Linked DNA regions of Mus musculus: region 2 is linked to region 1. Evidence: chromatin contacts called from public capture Hi-C data. All regions are on one chromosome and are shown on one strand. Each heading gives the region's core, a stretch centred on a gene start, on an enhancer-like site or on the middle of the called end of the contact. The rest is flanking DNA. Distances are from core to core; before and after follow the strand shown.

Evidence for each region. Capture Hi-C pulls out chosen DNA fragments and counts their contacts.
Region 2: a capture Hi-C map of embryonic stem cells shows a contact between it and region 1, with 3 times the contacts expected there. The contact joins two enhancer-like sites. A contact is called at or near these places in 2 of 115 datasets of contacts at active chromatin or transcription factors (astrocytes and embryonic stem cells) and 1 of 9 other capture datasets (embryonic stem cells).

What each region holds. Positions count from the first base shown.
Region 1 is chr19:42,903,352-42,909,500 of GRCm38.p6, forward strand. Hpse2 (heparanase 2) reads right to left here. Exons shown (of 12, transcript NM_001081257.2): 9 at 5,268-5,382. Among named protein-coding and RNA genes, the nearest start is that of Hps1, 130 kb to the left of the region's middle. Within about 2 kb of position 3,145, at least 4 of the 459 cell types and tissues checked have an H3K27ac peak or open chromatin away from gene starts, as enhancers often do. A contact at or near this core is called in embryonic stem cells, where this site is marked.
Region 2 is chr19:43,507,538-43,513,686 of GRCm38.p6, forward strand. It overlaps Got1 (glutamic-oxaloacetic transaminase 1, soluble), which reads right to left. Exons shown (of 9, transcript NM_010324.2): 3 at 333-456. Among named protein-coding and RNA genes, the nearest start is that of Got1, 14 kb to the right of the region's middle. Within about 2 kb of position 3,519, at least 101 of the 459 cell types and tissues checked have an H3K27ac peak or open chromatin away from gene starts, as enhancers often do. A contact at or near this core is called in embryonic stem cells, where this site is marked.

The DNA.
Region 1 (6,149 bases), core at 1,895-4,394:
TATCCTTGCTGCCTCCATCAGTCAGACTTTTGTTTTCTTTCCTATCCTTTAAAATGGCTTTTGCCATGGTCCCTTTTAATCTATTTAACATCTGTTTGTATCTGTGGTGCCAGCTTCTTAAAGTCAGACTGTGCTGCCTCCAGCACAGCGTTCAGCAATATGACGAGTGTGATATGTGATATGTGATATGACGAGTGTGATAAGTCCCCGGGAGTAAATGGAACATACAGAGGTGGGGATTGATATTAACTTGGATATTTTAAAGGCAGACTTTAATTCAGCCACAATCGTTAAAAATAAAGAACTCCTTTTTCAGATTAAAAAAAAAAGCAGTATTATTGATTACAGCAACAAGAGGTCTACAAAGAAGGAATAAAATGTGCGGGCAATTGTCTCGCTCTGAGATATAGTCCCATCCAATAATTTTCCATACTTCATGTAAATGCAAAATCAAAATTGTATGCTTTAAATGATTCTCTAAAGTATACTGACAATGACTTGTGGAGGTTCACAGGTGAGGTAGTTTATCCTCACTTCAGCTCAATCAAAGGGAAGCCAGAACCCAAAGACACACTTCATTAATGGTAGAGCTCGGACCCACCAATCTTGTCTCAGGCCTAGGCTGTGCTGCTCCCGGGCTGGGTGGTTCAAGTCTCAGTGTATCCAGCGGCACTGGGGTGTGGGTTTGTGATGAGGTCTTTCTCCTGAAGAAAGGCTACCCTGAGCGGATCCCGTGTTTGCATCTAAGCCATGCTGTGCCTAGGGGTAACCATCTCCAGCATCTTAAAAGGGGAAAAAGAAAGATGGGTTCCTTAACAAAAAGCGTGTTCTTAGAATTAAATGACAGGCTAGCCAAGTATGCCAGACTGGCAATAGTAAAAGGCAGAGCTTCATTCCAAAAGCTAAATGACATCTGAACAGTGACCGTTTGGCTCTGAATATGTTGCTATGGTGACTGCAACCATAGGTTTAATTTCATTATAGGATTCTGAGCAGTGCTCTAACCCATGACTGACAATTATACTCCAGAACAATGTAGACAGAGAGTGCTCTACCGATGTGCACAGGGCTGTCAAGTATTTGCTGTTACTCATCAGGATAATAAGCAGAGATGAGTGCTGCTAGCACACAGCTGCCCCACTATGGCCAGGTTGGACATGTTACACGCCTGATAGAGCTCTTTACACTGGTCTCTAAGCAAGACTGAGCTGTAGTCTCGCAAACACACAGTGGGTTACTAACTCTGCAGATGGGAGACCATGTCTTATTTATATGTATATCCACACAATGGTGATAGAACTCCGAGCTCACTTTTCTAAATTGAATTATATCTGTGTGAAGACTCCTTTTGCTGTCCTAGCGTGGGAGCTAGGAAGATGCTGACTAGTAATTCCCCATTCCTCTCCCTGAAAGCTCTGTAAATCACACTTAAAAAAAGCAACAAGCTGAATTCCAAAACCCTCTTGGAGGAGAAGTGCCCGGGCTGGTGGGTCTGGCCTCTGTCCACTGAATGTACACAAACACCGGCTACTCCCGAGGGAGCTCACAACCGATTGCTTAGCTGTGGAGACTCACTTGTCCCTTCTTTCCCAGTGGCAGGTCATCAGGGGAAAGGGCGGAGCCTGTGACAACACATGGGCATGGCGTAACTAACATGTGCTCTTTTCCTCAGGAAGACAGGCTCACGGCAGAAGGAGGTGCCACTTTGCTAGCAGAAAGCTACAGAGGAACAAGGGATGTGGCTGAAAAGTTATTTCCTGAGCAAAACAGCAGAGTAGAACCATTCTCATTCTGCTCCTCGCCTTCCCCCTTTCCCTTCTTCACCCCACCTTTTTGAACTTTTGTTGTAAAAGAGAAGACTTCAGGTCCAGCAGAAACGGACCCACAGATACAGAGATGCCCCTAGGTGCTGTCCTCAAGTCCTCCTCCATTATCATCAGCTCTCACCATCATCAGTGTCAGAGTGGAGCCTTCACACTTGGTGACCTTCCATCAGTGACATGGAAAGTCCACACTTCACAGTAGGGTTTATCTGTGGTGCCCATTCTGTGGTTTGGGATTGGCACAGAAGCAACCCACTGTTTAGTATCATTCAGAATAGTTTCCCTGCCCTAAAATCTTCTGTTTCTCTCCCTCACCCTAACTCCTAGAAACCATGTTCACAGTGCTGTCCTATCCTGCTATTGTCTCTTACCTTTGACAGGTACTACTGGAACAGGCCTGCCAGAGCGGGACAGTGGAAAGGTGAAAAGTTAAAGACAAGGGGGAAGGGTGGTGTGGGACGTGGCCTGAGGGGCCCTGAGGCCCAGAGGCTTGCCATCTCTGGATTTACTCAAGAGCACCAGCAAAGCAGAAAAAATTTGCTAATAAGATTCTTTCCTGAAATATACTAAGTTGGGTTTGAATGAATGGGAGTACAAAAACCATATTTTTCCGGGAGAAACTCAAGTACAATTAAGTAGAGCTCTAATCTCTTAAACTCTCCTGAAGAAGCAGCATGGTACAAAGCCCACAGGTTGTTACTGGCATTGTTTAGCTATCAGTTCCACAGCTGTCTGACATGGTGACCAATATGATCCTCAAGTCCAGCTCCATTCCCCATCTTTGGGCCCAGTCAGCAATTCTGGCCTGTCTTGTAAATTCTTTCCAGGGGACACTAGGACACTCTCGCAGCTGTGGAGTTTTCTACTTATAAGGTACAGCATTTGCTATGAGGCGAGATAAAGAAGGAGCTTGCTACCTTGTGAGCGCTTTTACATATGCTTTCCTTATCACAGCCTCATGTCTCTGGACCTGCAGCTGCCCCGCTCACTTGGGCCTTTGTGCTGCATCCCTGGACACAGTTAAGGGATCTTAGAGGCTTATGTGAGCTCTGGGGCCATCAGGTGTCAGCTGAGGATTTCTGTGCTCTGCTTTTAAAGAAAGTAACGGGCAGTTACTCCTATTTGGGGAGAATAAAGCCATGAAAGTTTGTGTCTTAAGTGTCCAAAGCCATGGTCCTGGGCAGTCACACAGATGCGTGGTAAGATACCCAGGTGGTCCTATCCTGGAAAGGAGGCCTGTTTAGTCTTCCAACACCCATCTTGCACCAGCTTGTCTCCTTTGCTCCTGTTTATCGCCAGACCCAAGTCAAGGGCAGAATTTGCCTCAGGCATAACAAAGACACCTACATGAGCACTTAGGGAAATAGCGCTGCACAGCAGAGAGAAAGTAGGATTCAGAGCTAGAAAACCCCGGGGGTCCTGGCTACTGTGACTTCTCTGACCTCAGGAACCTGAGCTGACATCACAGCTATTGTCCACACTCCTTTAGCTCTCTATTTTTTCAGGAAAGTTAATAAAGTCATATTTACCTCGGTAGGCTTTATTTAGAGCAGTTATGATAAACTACAATGATCTCATACTCATTTTCCATTTCTCGCCACAATACACAGGATCTCTGTCCTTCTGGCTCAATGCAGAGATCTGGCCAGGAATTATAGTAAGCAAATGGGATGCAAAGAAGATGAGTGAATGAGGTTTGAATGAAGGAAGGGAAGAAGAAAAAAGGAAGGACTGGAGTTTTGCTGATACACCAAATAAAATTAAATAAACATAGAAAACAATCTTGACCTGTTAAGTGTGACCTTCACTGATAAAAGCGGTGCTGTGCATTGAGGAAGCGTGAGGACTTCCATGATCAAAGCTCCCCAGGGATTTTTTCTCACTACTTCTAGTACATCTGACTCCCGCCTACTTCACATCTATGCAGTCTCCTCCTTCCTTCCAGCCTCTGGCACATGTGACCCTGCGTCTCTGGACGTGCTGAGTTAGTTCCTGCCATGAAATGTTTCTGTTAGTCTCTGCCTTGCTTAAAAAGCTGTGTGACGCCTGCTTACCTAGCTTCTTACCATCAGTTGTCTCTTTCCTTACCTGTCACATGGTAATAAAAGCCCTTCCTGTATCCACATCTAGGAGTCTAGATGTATAATAGAATAATAACATTCTACTATTTATTTATTCATTGTTGTTTCTTCCCTGACTCCTGCTTCTCAAAAACAAAACAAAACAAAAAACAAAACAAAACAAAAACCAACCAACCAACCAACTAACCAAAAAAACCCTTTCATTTATTCCAAATAGAAAACATGATCTATATTTGTTTGATACTTATACCTTGGAGATAATTTTCTAATTATTTTGGCTTATTTACACAAATTAAATCTCTATAGTTCTAAGCAGAAAACTCTCACCCCTCCTTTCTACCTCAGCCTCGCGTACAGACTTCAAGACTTACTCTCGCTCTGTGAATAAAAACAATGTGCCAATTGGTTTCAATTTTGAGACTTGAAAATGATATTTTTGTGGGCCACACTATTCCTGTTCTATGCCTCTTGACTTGGGGGTTGGCAAAGAAAAAGTTGGGTGGAAATAGGTAACTGAAGCAAATGACAGGAACAGGAGCTCATGCCCTATTCCGGTTTACTCCCAGGGCCCTCAAGGCAGCCTTAACTCAAGGCCCAGGCTCTGGTCCAGGGCTGGTGTTATACCCCATTCCGTCTCACCCTCAGTGTCCTTGTCCAATAAAGCAGATACATTATCTCAAAGGGCAGCCACAGGCATGGGAAAAGAGTCTGGCCTTCCACCAGGACCACGATGTGATACCTGTGTAAGGAACCATCTGTATGATATTTCTAAGGAAAAAAGCAAACACCAGCTTTTCTGAGCTGAGATTTCCCTGATGATGTAGCAGGTCACTCAGAACTATGCCTTGGGGCAAATCTTCATTGTCACATAGGGGTCAACATCTAACTTCATCCCTTCCCTAAGAGATGGATGGGCGCCTGTTGAATCTGATCTTGGTGAACACCCCATCTGCTTTCAACATGCTGCATCTGACGTTAGCTAATGCCTCTTATTAGCATTAAAAGAAAACAATCTGGAAAAATTCACTCTCAAGCAGAGTTCAAACAGGCCACAAGTAGATGTGGAATCTTAATTGTACAAAGTTTGCTAAAGTAATAGTAATAAATTTATACATTATACACATATAAATGTATGTACATATATGTATGTGTGTGTCTGTGTAGGTGCTGTGTGTAAGAGAGGTGGTGGAGCCAAAAGCCCATGGAATGGTTCATGAAATCAAAGACAAGAATGCTCCATCTGATTTATGAAAGAGACTTCCAATAGCAAAAGAAGAAAAAAAATCTCCTAGTGTGGAAAAAGGCATGATCAAAAGAACCAAATGATATGGAAAGGAATTGGGAATCTTTATCCAGCACTTACTGGTAATGGGTTAAAATTCTGGTCCACCAGATGGTTGTATCCGTGGTCGAAAAATGAATGTCGTATCACGACATCAATGCCCTGATTGGCCAACATTCCTAAAGTGTTTAGCCATCTAAAAGAAAAAGAGAGAAAAAAAGCCACATCAGCACATTTTAAAATGGCATCTAACAAGCACTGTGAAGATTAGCTACAGCACACAAATAATGTCACCAGAACCACCAATTTTACTTGTTGCTTTAAAGGAGAAAATCGTTTTAGGTGCTAAACAAGTACGAGAGCTCAAAGATTATCACAGTTAATCTCTTATTTTACAGGAAAAGAAGTCTAAGGGAATAAAATGAATTGTTCATGGTCATGGCATTATCACAACGTATGGCTTATATTTTACTTCTAGAATACTAACAAATGGATGCAGCCAGCACACAGATGCCCAGTTCTCCTCCCTGCCCCCCCCCCCCCCCACCACACTCGCGCACTCGCACGCTCAGGACTTCACAGCACACCTTGATCCTCAGCCTCCTTGCTCTGTAACAGCACAAGTTTTTCCCAGGACTAAGCTGCATGTGCCTATGGCCAACGCATCCAGCCACGGTGCAAACCTGCCTCGGTGTCTGGACCCCTCATGTTTCACTGTCACAGTCAATGTAATGATGTTCTTCCTTGACACCATGATCAACTAACTATTCAGGGGTTTAAGCATATTACCTTCACATGTGTGCTGCAGTGGGAAACCTGCACTGACCATGTTCTCATCCTGACTATGCAGAGTGCCTAGTTTACACAGCATGCTCCTCGAAGGGCATTCCCAAATGCCCAGACCCTGCCATTGTATCTGACAGACTCAATTCATTCATCAGTTTAGGCAGTCATTGCTTTCTA
Region 2 (6,149 bases), core at 2,269-4,768, 600 kb after region 1:
GCGTCGTAGAGGCTTGCCATTGAGTTATACTAGGAACAAGTCTAACCAGTTATAAGAACTCCAGACTTGGAGCCTACGACTGGGCAGTCTGCCTCTTATATCCACCATCATGGAACCCTAAGGATAGAATACAACGGAGTCTTGGGCAAAGGTGCTCCCAGTTGAAATTGGAGCAGTAGCTTTCTCTGGCCGCAGCTAGAAGCCAGTGCTCAATGACTCCCCAAAACGCACCCTCCCAGGGATAGGTTACATCTTCCACGCAAGTCACCAAGTGTCACAAGGACAGCCCTCCCAGATGCTTGGCTCGCCCCCTCTATGGCTAGCAGGCTCACCCCAGGTTGGTGATGATACGTAGATTGGTGTGTTCTTGTTATCTGTACCATTGTACCATCGCCCTAAGAAGTCAGCTCCAATCCGAAGAGCGCCTGTCCCTCCCAAAGACTGCACCCCTCCAACCTGAAAGAGAAGATTTCGGGTCACAGGTTGTTGACAATGGTGAGATCGGCTAATATTCGAAAGAGTAAGACAATCATGGTAACATACTTTGTCCTCTTTCTGTCTAAAGCCCCTTAAGTGTATGAGTTCCTCAAACCATTGCCGGACGATCCTATTATGTGGGTAAACCGAGAGACAGGAAGGCAAGAAGAGACGAAGTCCCTGCTCAGTCACCAGTGAGCAGGACAGTCAGGTCTCCTCTGACTCCAGGAGGAACCTCCATCTTGAACACAGGTAGAAGGACCTGGGACACAATGTGTGCCGTGGAAGGGAACCCCAGCTGTTGAGCACCCATCCCAAGATCTCTCCTGTCTGTAGGGCCCTAGACGTTCACTTCAAGCTGACTGACCCTTGACTCCCACCTATCTCGGGAATGCTGTTATATTAATCCCCAGAGACGTGTTCTCTCAAACAAAGATGACAGGCAGATTTTCCCTTCCTCTGTTTAGTTTCCTCTCAGCCTAAAGAGTCCTAACGTTATTATGATGAAAGTGATGATGAAAGTCCTCTGTTTTACCATTCAGAAAAATGTCTTCACCTAGAGTGTCATTTGGCTCTCACATACTCTACAAAGTAAATGGATTGAGAGAAATCAAAAGACAGTCAGCACGGATGGACGCGAGTGAGATCTCCCAGCTCTGGGTCTGCTCACTCCGTCTTCTGTAAGCCACTCCGTCCACCTGTCATTGATCGGACCCCTCCAATTCTAATGAGGCTTCAGCGTAACTCTCTCAGTAGAGATAAAAGGCATAAATAGATAAATTAAATGTTGCCTAATATGCCTACACGATTAAGGAAAACAAAAGAATCATATAAAAAACGTCTATAAATAAAGGGAGGCGGCTAGGATGTTGTCTTAGTTAGGGTTTCCATTGCTGTGAAGAGACACCCTGACCAAGGCAACTTTTATAATGGATAACATTTAATTGGGGCTGGCTTACAGGTTCGGAGGTTCAGTCCATTATCAACAAGGCAGGAAGCATGGCAGTGTCCAGGTAAACATGGTGCTGGAGGAGCCAAGAGTTCTACATCTTAACTGGAAAGCAGCCAGGAGACTGGCTCCCACATGGTTAGGAGGAGAGTCTCTAAGCCCACCCCCACAGTAACACACTTTCTCCAACAAGGCCACACTCCTAGTAGTGCCACTCCCTAGGCCAAGCATAGTCAAACCACCACAGATAAAGAACTAGAACATTTACCTAACACATGAAGGGCTCTAGGTCCAATCCCAGAGAGAGAGAGAGAGACAGAGACAGAGAGTGCAAGTGCCAGGCAGTAGAGGCACACAGCTTTAATCCCAAAACTCAGGAGGCCAGGGCAGGTGGATAACTGTGAGTCTGAGGCCAGCCTGGTCTACAGAATGAGTTCTAGAACAGCCAGGGCTACACAGAGAAACTCTGTCTCAGAGCAAAACAAACAACATAAGAAGAGGAGTGTGATTTCAATGGAAAATTGCCGACCACAGGCTGAGGTATCTGAACACGTGATCCCAGTAGATGGTGCTGGGGTGGTGGTGGTATGTAACCTTTAGCAGGTACAATTCCGTGGAAGAGCAACTCGCTGGGGAAGGGCTTTGAGGGTTTATGCTTCACTCCACTTCCTGTTCACCCTCTGCTTCCTGCACACGCCTGAAGATGTAACTCTCACCTGCCTACCACACCTCCGTTTCATTAAGGACCCGAACCCTCAGAAACCATCGGCCAAAATAAATCCTTTCCTCCAAAGGATGCTTTTGGTTCTGGTGTTTTATCATGGTACTAAAGAGTACTTAATGCCAAGGGACGCACAGCAGTCTCCTAGCAGTGACAACTTCATGAAAGACTCAGGAATAGTCACAGTAGAAAGACTTTGGTTTTTCGAGACAGGGTTTCTCTGTATAGATGTGGCTGTCCTGGAAATCACTTTGTAGAACAGACTGTCCTTGAACTCAGAAATCGGCTTGCCTCTGCCTCCCAAGTGCTGGGATTAAAGGCGTGCGCCTAAATTGGTTTTCTTTAAGGTGTGGGGGTGGGGGAGGTGTTTGTTTGTGTGTATGTGTTTGTATGTGTGTTTGTGTGTGTGTGTATGTGTTGTGTGTATGTGTTGTGTATTCCAACAGAGGCCAGAAACAGGTTTTGAAACACGTGGAGCTGGCGTTACAGGCTTGTGGAAGCTGCCCAGAGTGAATGCTATAGGATCCAAACCCCGTCCGTCAGATAGAGCAGTGAGTACTCTTAACCATAGGCTGTCTCTCCAGCCCTACGTGATGATCCTAAAGACACACAAAGAGCTTCGTTCCTGTGTTATTTGTAAAATCTCATGATTGAAGAAACACATTCGGCTATCGTGCATTTGCTCTGGCAGTATGGTTCGATCTTACACAAGATTCACAAATACAGATGACCTTGAAGTAATGTGATGTGGGCATGGATGTAGGCATTATAGCATTTGAAATAATAAAGAGGTTAAAAGAAGAAAATTTCTTTTTAGAGGAGAAAAGCTGCCCTAAGTTGTTCTAAAACTCTAAGCTAACACTCATGCTAAAAGACAGCAAAGGAAAAATCGTTCAGGGAGTAGCGGTCCTGAGGTTAGCCCCGCCCTCCAGGGAGTAGAGGTCCTGAGGTTAGCCCCGCCCTCCCTCCTGTTCCAGAAGCACATGGTGTCAGCACAGATACACAGGGTACCCAGGACTGCAAACGATCCTGGGAACGAAAAATTATAAATTCACTCCATTAACATCAGCTACCTGAGCACTCATAACATATGACACGTGAAAGACTGAATCCTCAAACCACCGTGCCCTAAAAATTAAACACTGGATGGCTTCTGTGACACATGGTACTCTAAATATCAACAATTGACAGAAACTGCTTTTTGTGAATAAATAAAGTAGCAACTGGTCATTGTAGAAACTTTTTTGGCCAAGAAAGTCCTGTGTTTTGTAAAAAAGGAAAAATCAATATTTAACGAGATAAGTTCAGACAATTCACGGACTCAACCACTGGACCCAAATCACTAAACAGGTATCCAGAACAAAGAGTCAACCAGTTAAAACTGGACCAGACAGTCTCTGCATCTCCTTTTCGTGTTGACATATAACTGTTGACTTTAGAAACATGTCAGATATCATAATTGGTCGTGTTATTTCATTGTGACGGGAGCAGAGCCCACAAGAAGCTGTTTGAGGCCAGGGTCACACGTCACCTGGGTTCCATAGCAACTCTTACCGTATCTGATACACACCACCACACAAGCTCCTGCCCAACTGGCTGAAGAAAGAATCTAGTGTGGAAAAGACCGGAGGCAGGGCAAGATCCCCGGACTCCTTGAGGCGAGGGCCAAAGTAGAGACTGAGATCTCACTACAAGGAAAGGCATCACGTCGGGTCTTCTGGGGCTGGCTACCTGCCATGCCGGCTGAGGCTCAGGAACAGCAGAGCCTAAAACACTGCTCTACTGTGAGATTCTGTCTGAATCCAAAAGTCTGAGAACAGAAAAGCAGCAGCAGCCAGGGTCCCAGAATTGAGCTCCTTCAAAGCAGGTGGTAATGGTAAATTTCAAGAGGAAGGCTGTGTAAGGAAGCTGACATTACCGTTAACCTTGTTCATTCTTCACGTCTTGTCTCTACTATCCCTTCTCCTAGTCTGGCCACTCCAGTTAAAACTGAAGCCAGCCTCCCTCCCTTCCCCACGGCTAACATGCCTCCGCCCCCTCTCTTTCTACAGCATTTGACAAGTTTAACACAGTAAACGGAAGGAGGACCTGTCTCTGTGGTCACATGTATGTTTGGGTCCTAGCATCTAGCAACGTGCCTGGCTCTTCTGACAAGTGACTAACTCAAACATCTGAGACCCTTGGAAGTTCTGTGAGCTAACTGTTGGAACGTGTACTAAACAAAAAGCCAGGATCCCTAGCCAGGATCAGAAATTGTGAGATGATCCCTAGCCAGGGTCACAAATTGTGAGATGATCCCTAGCCAGGGTCACAAATTGTGAGATGATCCCTAGCCAGGGTCACAAACTGTGAGAGGAAAAAAGCCTTATAAAATCAGACATCCTAGCACGCTGGAGACGTGGCTCAGCAGTTAGGAACACTTTCTGGTTTCAGTTCCCTGCATCCACATGGTGACTCACGGTCATCTGAATCTCCAGTTCCAGAGGATCTGAGACATTCTCCTGACCTCCACGGGCACCAGGCATGCGCGTGACGCATGTATACACGCAAGCAAAATACTCTCACATATAAAGTGGAGGAACAATATTTTTTCATTTAGGCGCTAGAGTAAAGCCACAGTGAGTTCTGTTATTCCCAGACTTCAAACAGCCACGTCATAACTCAGAGAACATAAGTAACCAGCCACGCCTGAGAAAGTGAACGATTCAGCACAGAAGTGACCCTTGGTCGGGTCCTGAAGGTCTCAGAGGTCTGGACTAGAGAGTTGGTGAAGCAAGGACGGGCATTCTACACAGAGGGAAAAGCCAGGCCTGGGTTCTGAGTTCTGATAGGCCTGTGGGTCTGCGAAACAGCAACACTCTCCACTCTTGGACTGGCAGGATCCCGAAGGGATAACAGGGAGAGGGATGGCAAGCTCACAGACTGGACCACACTCTGTAGACAGCAACGAAGGTGCACCCTGTGGAGGAAGGGAGCAGGCAGCACCGTTAGCCCTCTTTATAAGGAGTATCTCCCTTCCTGTAGTGTGGGAAATGTTCTGAAATGACAAGGAGAGTAGAGGCTGGAAGGCCAATGAGGCTACTACAAGAATCTACATGAGCTGGTGGCCTTGTGGATGAAGATAGTGGCCCAGGGATGCAGAGAACTTCCAGGAAAAAAAAAGAAAGAAAGAAAGGCTCAGAGCTCAGGAGCAGCTGGTACCCAGAGTAATTCAGATGCTGGGAAGTATCCCAAAACAGGAACTTTACATAACTGATGCCATAAAAACCGTCCTTTAAGTCCGTTCTGTAATCAAAACACGGTGAAGACGAACTAGACCAAGAAGGAAGAGTAAGTTACCAGGTCAAGGCCATGAGCCCCAGGCCAGATTCTTACAGTCTTTTTTTTTTTTTCCAGTTTTTCAAGACAGGGTTTCTCTGTATAGCCCTGGCTGTCCTGGAACTCACTCTGTAGACCAGGCTGGCCTCGAACTCAGAAATCCGCCTGCTTCTGCCTCCCAAGTGCTGGGAGATTCTTATAGTCTTAAGAGGTCAAAACCTAGATCCATGGACAGAGGAATACTGTCAACAAAGTAGCCATGTTGAGAATACAGTTCTCTTAGAGAAGCTGCTCCCTCAATATGGACTCTGATTTGCCAACAACAGCCCAACCTAATCTATAGCATATACAGAGAGGTACCATATGTCAGTGGAGTGTTGGGCCACAAATGGGACATCTATAACACACTAACACACACAGACTGACAGACAGACACATACACACACACACACACACACACACACACACACACACACACACACACACAGATCAGGGACCACTGAGGAGGGAGTGGAAGGTTTTTAAGAGCCAGAGGTTGGGAAGGGCTGGAACACAACTGTGTGCTCCTGACATGACAGGCTGCTGGCTCACACGGACACACATCGGCTGCACTCTCCTGCATAAAACCGAGCACGTCATCATTCCAGCAGGGAGGGGGAAAGAGAAATGGAAATGGGTATGACC